Linked DNA regions of Ovis aries: regions 1 and 2 are each linked to region 3. The links are chromatin contacts, called in public Hi-C maps. All regions are on one chromosome and are shown on one strand. The core of a region is the stretch at or near the end of the contact, and the rest is flanking DNA. Distances in the headings are between cores, read along the strand shown. Region 1 holds the start of NSMCE2 (NSE2 (MMS21) homolog, SMC5-SMC6 complex SUMO ligase). Region 2 overlaps NSMCE2 (NSE2 (MMS21) homolog, SMC5-SMC6 complex SUMO ligase). Region 3 holds the start of TRIB1 (tribbles pseudokinase 1).

The links. A called contact is a pair of places that touch in the nucleus more often than the background predicts.
Region 1: a contact with region 3 is called in a Hi-C map of hypothalamus, with 4 times the contacts expected there. The contact joins the promoter of NSMCE2 here to the promoter of TRIB1 in region 3. A contact is called at or near these places in 9 of 16 Hi-C or Micro-C datasets (blood, hypothalamus, liver and 4 more).
Region 2: a Hi-C map of muscle shows a contact between it and region 3, with 8 times the contacts expected there. The contact joins the enhancer-like site here to the promoter of TRIB1 in region 3. A contact is called at or near these places in 11 of 16 Hi-C or Micro-C datasets (blood, hypothalamus, liver and 5 more).

The regions. Positions count from the first base shown.
Region 1 is chr9:28,108,364-28,111,066 of ARS-UI_Ramb_v3.0, reverse strand. It overlaps NSMCE2 (NSE2 (MMS21) homolog, SMC5-SMC6 complex SUMO ligase), which reads left to right and starts at 1,354. Exons shown (of 8, transcript XM_027972906.2): 1 at 1,354-1,451. WASHC5 (WASH complex subunit 5) reads right to left here and starts at 1,277. Exons shown (of 29, transcript XM_015097738.4): 1 at 1,097-1,277.
Region 2 is chr9:28,088,203-28,090,902 of ARS-UI_Ramb_v3.0, reverse strand. The region is part of intron 2 of NSMCE2 (NSE2 (MMS21) homolog, SMC5-SMC6 complex SUMO ligase); the gene reads left to right. Among named protein-coding and RNA genes, the nearest start is that of NSMCE2, 20 kb to the left of the region's middle. Within about 2 kb of position 1,397, at least 5 of the 54 cell types and tissues checked have an H3K27ac peak or open chromatin away from gene starts, as enhancers often do.
Region 3 is chr9:27,817,495-27,820,194 of ARS-UI_Ramb_v3.0, reverse strand. TRIB1 (tribbles pseudokinase 1) reads left to right here and starts at 1,432. Exons shown (of 3, transcript XM_015097737.4): 1 at 1,432-2,700. The coding sequence starts at 2,441. It overlaps LOC121820328 (a long non-coding RNA gene), which reads right to left and starts at 1,373. Exons shown (of 2, transcript XR_006060812.1): 1 at 1,185-1,373; 2 at 1-1,069.

The DNA of each region.
Region 1 (2,703 bases), core at 105-2,604, 290 kb before region 3:
TAGTTTAATCCTTTTATAAAAACCTCAGTTACAGAAAAAATGGAGCACTAGTCCCCACCCATCCATTATCAGGAATAAACTGTAGCGGTTGTTGATCAAGATAAAAGCCACCGGCGCATCTCTTACAGGAAAGTTCTAAAATGAGCCTAATCACTTTAGTTTGACTCATGGATCCTGAAACAGAATTAAAAAAAAAAAAAAAACCGGAAAGTGTTCCTTGTAGCGGACAAAGGCAGGGAAGACTCTCCCTCCTCCCGGCAACCATCTAGGTTGGAGGAAGCTCCATGCACTTGGAATCTATCCGGAGACCCAGTTCCCTTACCGGATCTGTGTTTTCTGTTTTTCTAACTGTACCCACTCCGGTATTCTTGGGCTTCCTTTGTGGGTCAGATGGTAAAGAATCCGCCTGCAATGCGGGAGACCTGGGTTCGATTCCTGGGTTGAGAAGACCCCCTGGAGAACCGAAAGGCTACCCACTCCAGTATTCTGGCCTGGAGAATTCCATGGGCTGTATAGTCCATGGGGTGGCAAAGAGTCGGACACGAGTGAGCGACTTTCACTTCACTACTTTACCACCACAGACAAATCAGGACACTCAGAATTTTTTTTTTTTAAACGCAAAGACTTTGGCGTGTCACAGGTGAGGCAATTAAGGTGCAGAGAGCGACAATGACTTGCCCAAACTCAGCCCATGGCAAAACTAGAATTCAAACCGAGGTCCGTCAGACTGTAAAAGCTTCCACCGACCACTCAGGTTTCTCGAGAGTAAATGGAGGAATCACGACGTCCACAAAGCTTTACTCCCGGAAACCTGGAAGGATCAGATGCGGACCAAGCAGCTGAACATCATCACTTCCTAAAGCGCCAAAGCAGCGTGGAAAACTGTTTCCAGCTGAGTGGAGATGCGGAGTCTGAACTGCAGCCGCAGTTCCAGGAAAACCCCCAGTCCTTTTACGCCAGGCTCCCCCATCCAGACCCCACCCCACGCCGCAAAATCCCCCCAGCCCGGCGCCTGGGCCAGCGCGGCCCAACCCCGGGGCGGGGGAGGGGACGGGGGACGTGAAGGAGGCGGCGCGCGCACACTGCCCCGACTCACCTGTCACCTGGGCCGCGCTAGGGCGCACGCGCAGGGCCCACGGTCGTGCGCGGAGTCTGCACGCCGGCCCCCCACCCCTCTGTCTCCGTAAGGGTCCTTCCTCTTTTACCCCCAGCCCTTCCCTTATCCTGAGCCGGCCAGACCCCGGCTTCCGCCCCTGGTCCCTCGGCTGTCACATGACAGAGGGGCGGGGAGCGGCGGTGGGGCATCATGTGACCGCTCGCCGGCGACTACTGATGACGTCCGAGCCCGCGCTCGCCGTTTTTGCGACAGGGGAAGAGAGTGAAGGAAGGAGTTGGGGTCCGGGCGCGGGGAATCCGGGCGCAGCCGGACAAGAGCTACATCCTGCAGCAAGGTAAGGCAGGAGCGAGGGATAGCGATGGGGAGGGTGACGAGGGGTGTCGCTTCCTTCTCGGGCGCTCCGCTGGTGCGCGGAGCTGCGAGCTGTGGACCTAGGTTATGGTCGTGGTTCTTTTCACGGTCACAGCAGGGAGGCTGGGGCCGTTGACCTCACTCTCCAAGACGCCATCTCTCCATCCTTTGGCTCTAAATGTGTGGATCATGAATTATTTTTTTATTGAAATATTGTTCACTTACAGTGTGTTAGTTTCAGGTGTACAGCAAGGTGATTCAGATATATATGTGTATATGTATATATTTCAGGTTCTTTTCCATTATAGATTATTAAGATATTGAATATAGTTCCCTGTGCCTTAGGGACTCTAGAGTAGGACTCTATTGTCTATCTGTTTATATATAATAGTGTGAGGTCCCAAATTCTTGATCTAAATAAATCTGGTTTGAGCTGGCTTTCAAAGCAGGGCCTTGGGCACATAGTTGAAATAAACTCTCCCGGCGTCTGTTTCCTTTTCTCTTCTCGCCTGTAAATGGTTGTGAGGATTAACTATAATGAGAGCAAAGCTTAGGGATACCAGTTCATGGCATGCTATAGGGGACATAGAAATGGTTTCTGTTATTGATGTAACTCTTCCAAATTGTTATTGGTTGCCTATTTTGTGTGAGGGGAATTTATGTAACTATTTACGTAGTGTGGAATATGTCAGAATTCTAGTTTAAGTTGCTGGCAAGGTGAAAGAGTGGCAGACATGTGAGCAAGTAGACCTGGGTTCGATCCCTGGGTTGGGAAGATCCCTTGGAGAAGGAAATGGCAACCCACTCCAGTACTATTGTCTGGAAAATCCCATGGACAGAGGAGCCTGGTAGGCTATAGTCCATGGGGTCGCAAAGAGTCAAGACAGGACTGAGCGACTTTACTTTCACTTTAAAGTAGAATATGTGTGTGTGGTTGAGGGGGAGCGGATAGTAGTAGCATGAAGAAGAAAACAAGCAATTGCTTGTATGGATAAGAGAACGATTCAACAATATGCAAGATGTAGCCTTGCATATTGAAAAAGAAGGTACAGCTCTGGTGGCTGAACTTGTATAGGGCCCTATGGATTTAAAGGTGGTCAGCACAGTATCTAGGTTATTTGTGTGTTTACCACTTGCTGTACCCAAAGATGAGAGGAATATTTTTATTTTTACATTAGCTAATTATTGGCCACCCCATCTACAGAGAATCTTAAAGACCCGTTGTGGTCTGAATG
Region 2 (2,700 bases), core at 148-2,647, 270 kb before region 3:
GCATCTTATTCTTTTTGGTGCTGTTGTAAATGGAATTATTTTCTTAATTTCGTTTTCAAATTGTTCATTGCAAATTTTGAAAATACAATTGATTTTTATCTGATCTTGTATCCCGCAATCTTGCTGAACTCACTTATTAGTTTATATATATATATGTATATTGTATATATATATGTGTGTATTTTTAATGGATGTGGTAGGATTTTCTTTATGCAAGATCATGTCATCTGTGAATAGAGATAGTTTCATGTCTTCCTTTCCAGTCTTTTTATTTCTTTTTCTTGCCTGATGCTGGAACCTGCGGTAAATTCAGTGTTTAATAGAAGTGGCAGGAACAGGCATCCTTGTTGTTTAGGCAACCCCATGGACTCTAGCTCATCAGGCTCCTCTGTCCCTGGAATTTTCCAGGCAAGAATACTGGAGTGGGTTGCTATTTCCTTCTCCAGGGGATCTTCCTGACCCAGGGCTTGAACCCGCATCTCCAGCACTGGCATGTGGATGCTTTACGACTGAGCCATTTGGGAAGCGCAACAGGCATCTTATTGTGTTCCTTATCTTAGGACAGAAACATTCAGTCTTTCATCATTAAGTGTGATGTTCTCTGCAGAGCTCCCTTCCTCCTGCAGTGTCCTCCAGCACTACCCCCTTTGAGAAAGTTTAACATTCTGCTCACTGTAAGAAGAAATGCTTAAAGCAATTTCATTCATTACCACAGAGCATGTATAAAAAGATAAGCTTTGAGCTGGGAGAGGCAATAAATTGATTAACTGGTACAGCACACAAATGAGTAAGTAAAATAAAACTTTAAAAGTGCTGTGAGAGTACAGTATGTATAGTAAACAATGGGGGCACTGTGGGGTTAGTAAATCCTAGCTAAGGATCTTCCGGAGGAGTTTCATGTAGAAGATGATGACCAGAAGATGAATAGTGGTTTCTGTAGAGTGGGAGAGGGTACCTCCGAGGAAAGCAAAGGTGAGAGGTGGTCCAAAGAGTTTGGTGTCAAGGTCTGTGGAGGGTCTGGGGTTTTACCCTAAGTGGATGCCATCAAGTTAGCCTGCCACGGTTGGATGGATGCTGGCAGAGGGCAGGAGACTCCTGAGACTGAGACAGAGGCCTTTTCTGTGGTACATCAAGCCTTGTGATTCTACCTACCTCCTGTAGGTTCACTCCCAATCTGAGTCCTTTCAGGGTTGACAGGGAACAGCTCCAGAGCTCAAGAGCGATACTGTAGTGGGCTTGTGTTGGAGTTGAGGAACCTTAAGCTTGGGGAACTCAGATGTTTTTAATAGGCAGTAAGCCCGCCTGACTTTTGCTCTGGAGTGAGACTCTTGCTCTGTCTTAGTCTTCCAAAGCTTTGTTCATTATACAAACATCCTTGAAAGATAGTCTGGGACAAAAGGGCAGGTCATGCTTCCGCACATTGTGCAGAGATGTGTGAGGCACATGAAGAATTGCTTCCCAATACCTGACAGATCCAGGGAGGTGCAAGTAGTTCACCTTGAAGACTAGCTGCAGTTTGGCCCTTCTCAGATTTTTAGCACCATGTGTTAGAGCTTTAGTACCATTACATCAAGACGACGTAGTACATTTCATCCTGCAGTAGGAAGGCCTCGGTTACTGCCACTTTCCTTCCTTCTTTTCCTTTTTGCCTGATAGGGCAGCAAAATACTTTGGTTGGCTAGGTAGAATAATTTAGGACTTTTAAGAACCAGGTCTGAAAGTTAATAGCATGGAGACTTGAGGTTTTGGCTTCTTCATCTGTAAAATAGGGGATAATATTGTCCTAATATCTAATGAGTATTTGATTGTGGGCCCACAAACAGCTCCTTTATTCCCACCTTATTTAGGGTTGATGTGAGAATTGAATAACATGTATAAAATGCCCTCCACAATACTTGGCACAAAGCACTCACATTTTATTGGTCAGTTACTTTTTTTTCCAAATTTTTGAACACATCCTCTCATTTATTTGTTTGCTTGTTTTACTGTCAGTTAATAGTTTTTATTCAATCTCCGAAGAGTCCACAGAGCTGTTTTCATTAGATTTTTTTTTTTTAATTGAAAAATCGTTAGTTTCAGGTCAATTACTTTTTGACCACTGCAGGTAAAAAAAAAAAAAAAAAAAAAATGTAAAGAGTTATTTGGGCCCTTTGCAGAGGGGAATGTTCCTTTGGAGCTCTTGGTTGAGAATTAGTATTGTATAAAGTAAATATTGTACAAATTTAATATTATACAAATTCCCTGAGTTAAAATGCAAGTTCTGTTATCTACTATCTGTGTAACTTTAAACCGGTTACTTCAGTTCTTTGAGCTGCTTTTTCTTTGTGGGTAAAATATGGCCAATATCTCCTTTTCACAGTTGTTCCTAGTTTGAGACAGTTTATGCACTTTGTCATGCTGGATGTACTTTTCACCTTGGCTTGTCAGCCTGTAAACACTTACCTTGATAATAAAGAGAATTGGTGGATAAATAATTGTTAAATATATACTTTCCCATTGGAATGGAGAATGACTCTGAGAAAATGTGTTGTGATGGCTAAGTTTGTGTGGGGGAAAGGGATTGGGGGTGGGCATTATCTTCTCAGTAGGAACAAAATGATGTCTATGATGGTTTCTGAAGCAGAAGTGTGTTCTAGTTTCAGAAAAATTAGTATGGGATTTAATTTCAAGCACAGAGGATCAGAGCACCTTTGGGACAGA
Region 3 (2,700 bases), core at 183-2,682:
CCTCTTAACTTCTACCTGAACCTTCCCCACATCCTGTCTTACCTGCCCCGCCCACCCTCCCACCTCCCCACGCCCTCACTCCTTGCAAATCTTTTACAATCCCAAATATCCCCCCAGGTCAAATGCTTTCTAGATGGAATCCTCCCTAACTCTACAAATTGTAATCTCTACTTTGAGTCCCCACAAATGCTTTAAGAGCTTGAATGCATTCAGTAGCGAATTTGACCACAGCAAGTAACTTAATCTTTGCAGGCTTCTCTGTGAAAAGGGACAAAAAATAACTACTGGTAGTTGTAAAACATCAGTGTGTCAAGCGCTAAGAACAGCGCCTGCCACGTTACAGAGTTCAATTAGTGTTAGCTATTGTTAATTTTCATCTTCTTAATCCTCAGCCTCTAGCTTAGATGCTTCATTAGTGCTTGCTGAATGAATGGAGACTTAATATGGAAAAGGATTTATCCTTAGGGCTCGATCTGGTTTTAGAAAATGAAGCATTTAGCAGAAGTACAGAAGGGACTCTGATAACAGTTATCTGTGTTCTGTGTCCAGGGACTCCGAATTGACCTGGTTCTCGAAAGAAAAGCGACAGCATCTAGGTTGTTTTTTCATGGAGCTCTGTGCAGGGTCTGACACATCTCGAGCTCACGCAAATCAGGTTGCAGGAGTGCATGCACACGCCCCGGCAGGAGCGCCTGGATGTAGGTAGTATCACTACACCCGGTCACCAAGGAACCGGGTTAGCCCCGGGGCTCTAGACCCTGCTGCGCGTGTGGAGGCTGCGGAGGAGGCACGGGGAGGGGACAGGAATTCGGAGACGGCCACGTGGGCCCCTTCCGCCCTCTCCCCACATCCTTTGTTTCCCACCGGCCGCGGCTCAGGAAGCTCTTTCTGCGAGTCACCGCGAAGGGGCGGCCGGGGAGCCGGGAGAAGCTATTTCCGTGCAATCCGGGCGGGCGGCAGGCGCGGGAGGGGCGTGGAGGTGGAGGAGAGCAGAAGGCCTAGTGTTTGCTTTTATTTCATCCAACAGAAGGTTCTATTTGTGGAAGCGAACAGACGCTGGGGATTAGAGCTGGGAGGGGGCAGGAAAAGGAAAAAAAAAAAAAAACCGTCACATACACTACCACGCATAGGTCTTCCCCGGAACTACCGCGTGGGGGTGAATGAGTGATTCCGGAATTCATCACCTTCTCTTTCCTCCCTTCCTCCGGCTACCGCCGGGTCTCGGCGACGCCTACAGCTCCAACCTGAGGTCCCCAGGCGCGGGGCGGCGAGGGGATCCCCCGGGGCAAAAGGAGTCACCCCGCGGCCGCAGGGAGCGGCGGGTGCTGGAGAACTGGTGCGCGCGCCCGCGGTCCATTGTGCTCCGAGTGAATGAGGAGCGCGCACCAATCACCGGTCGCTTCACCTCCCGCGGCCCCTCCCCTCCCGCCCACTTCCCCGGGACCCTGACGTCACGGGAACTTTTCCTCCGCCTCCTCCCCCGGCTTCCAGCGCTGAGTCCACGGCCTGCGGGAGGGCGCGCGCCGCCTCCTGCCTAGACCAGCCTGTTGAGGGTTTGGGGGGAGCTGGGGGGAATGTGTGCGCGCGCCCTAGCGGGCTCAGAACTCACCACCTGCGCCGGAGCGCGCTCAGCCCCGAGCATCCCAGCCCTCGGGCCACCCCTTCGCCCCCGCCGACCCAGCTCCACCTCCCCTTCCCGCCGCCCCCCCGCCCTTGTCCTCCCCCTCCGCTTCGGTGACTGCTCGCCCGGCGGCAGGGCCGGAGTCGTCGCAGCCACCTCATTGCACAACCCGGCTTCCCAACTGTTTACACAGCCCGGCCTGTGAGTGTGTGTGTATACAGCGTGAGTCACCGGGAGGCGGAGGAGGTGGAGGAAAAGGAGAAGGAGGAGTGCACTGGCCGGGATCGGTGCGGCGCACACACTCACTCACACTCAGTCACTCTCTCCGAGAGCGTCTCGCTCGCGCACACTCACGCCGGGAGCCCAAGAGCGCGCCGGATTCCGAGCGCCGCGGAAAAGTTGCTTTGGCTTTCGCTACGAGACTTCTTGCTCTGGGAAGTGTGTTTGCTCCGTGGCTCCAGCGAGCCCGCGGAATCCTGTGCTCGCCGCTCTGAACCTCGGGAAGGCCGGCCGCCTCTGCCTCCCCGACTGTCGGCAGCTTCGACAACAATAGCGGCGGCTGCCGCTGTTCTGCTAGGCGCCCGGAGCAGGTACCCGCGAGGATCCAGAGACCCGAGCCGGCCTCCGCGCCGCGGACGCGCTGCCAGCGTGATCCCCGCGTGCACCAGGAGCGGCTCCAGCTTTGCCCCTAGTGGGGGCAGAACCAAGCTCCGTCTGCAAACTCCATCCCCCGGGCTGGAGTAAGTCGCGGCGCCCGTCGCGCCTTTCCGGGCGGATCCGAGGACTTATAAAGCAGGGGCCGCCCCGGCCCGGGTCGGGATGCGGGTCGGTCCCGTGCGCTCTGCCATGAACGGCGTCTCGCAGCCCCGCACTCCGGCCTTGTTGCTCGCCGCCGGCCGGGGCACCCCGGCCAAACGCCTGCTGGACGCGGACGACGCGGCGGCCGTGGCGGCCAAGTGCCCACGTCTCTCCGAGTGTTCGAGCCCCCCGGACTACCTCAGCCCCCCTGGCTCTCCCTGCACCCCGCAGCCTCCGCCCGCCGCTCCAGGGGCCGGCGGCGGCTCCGGGAGCGCGCCGGG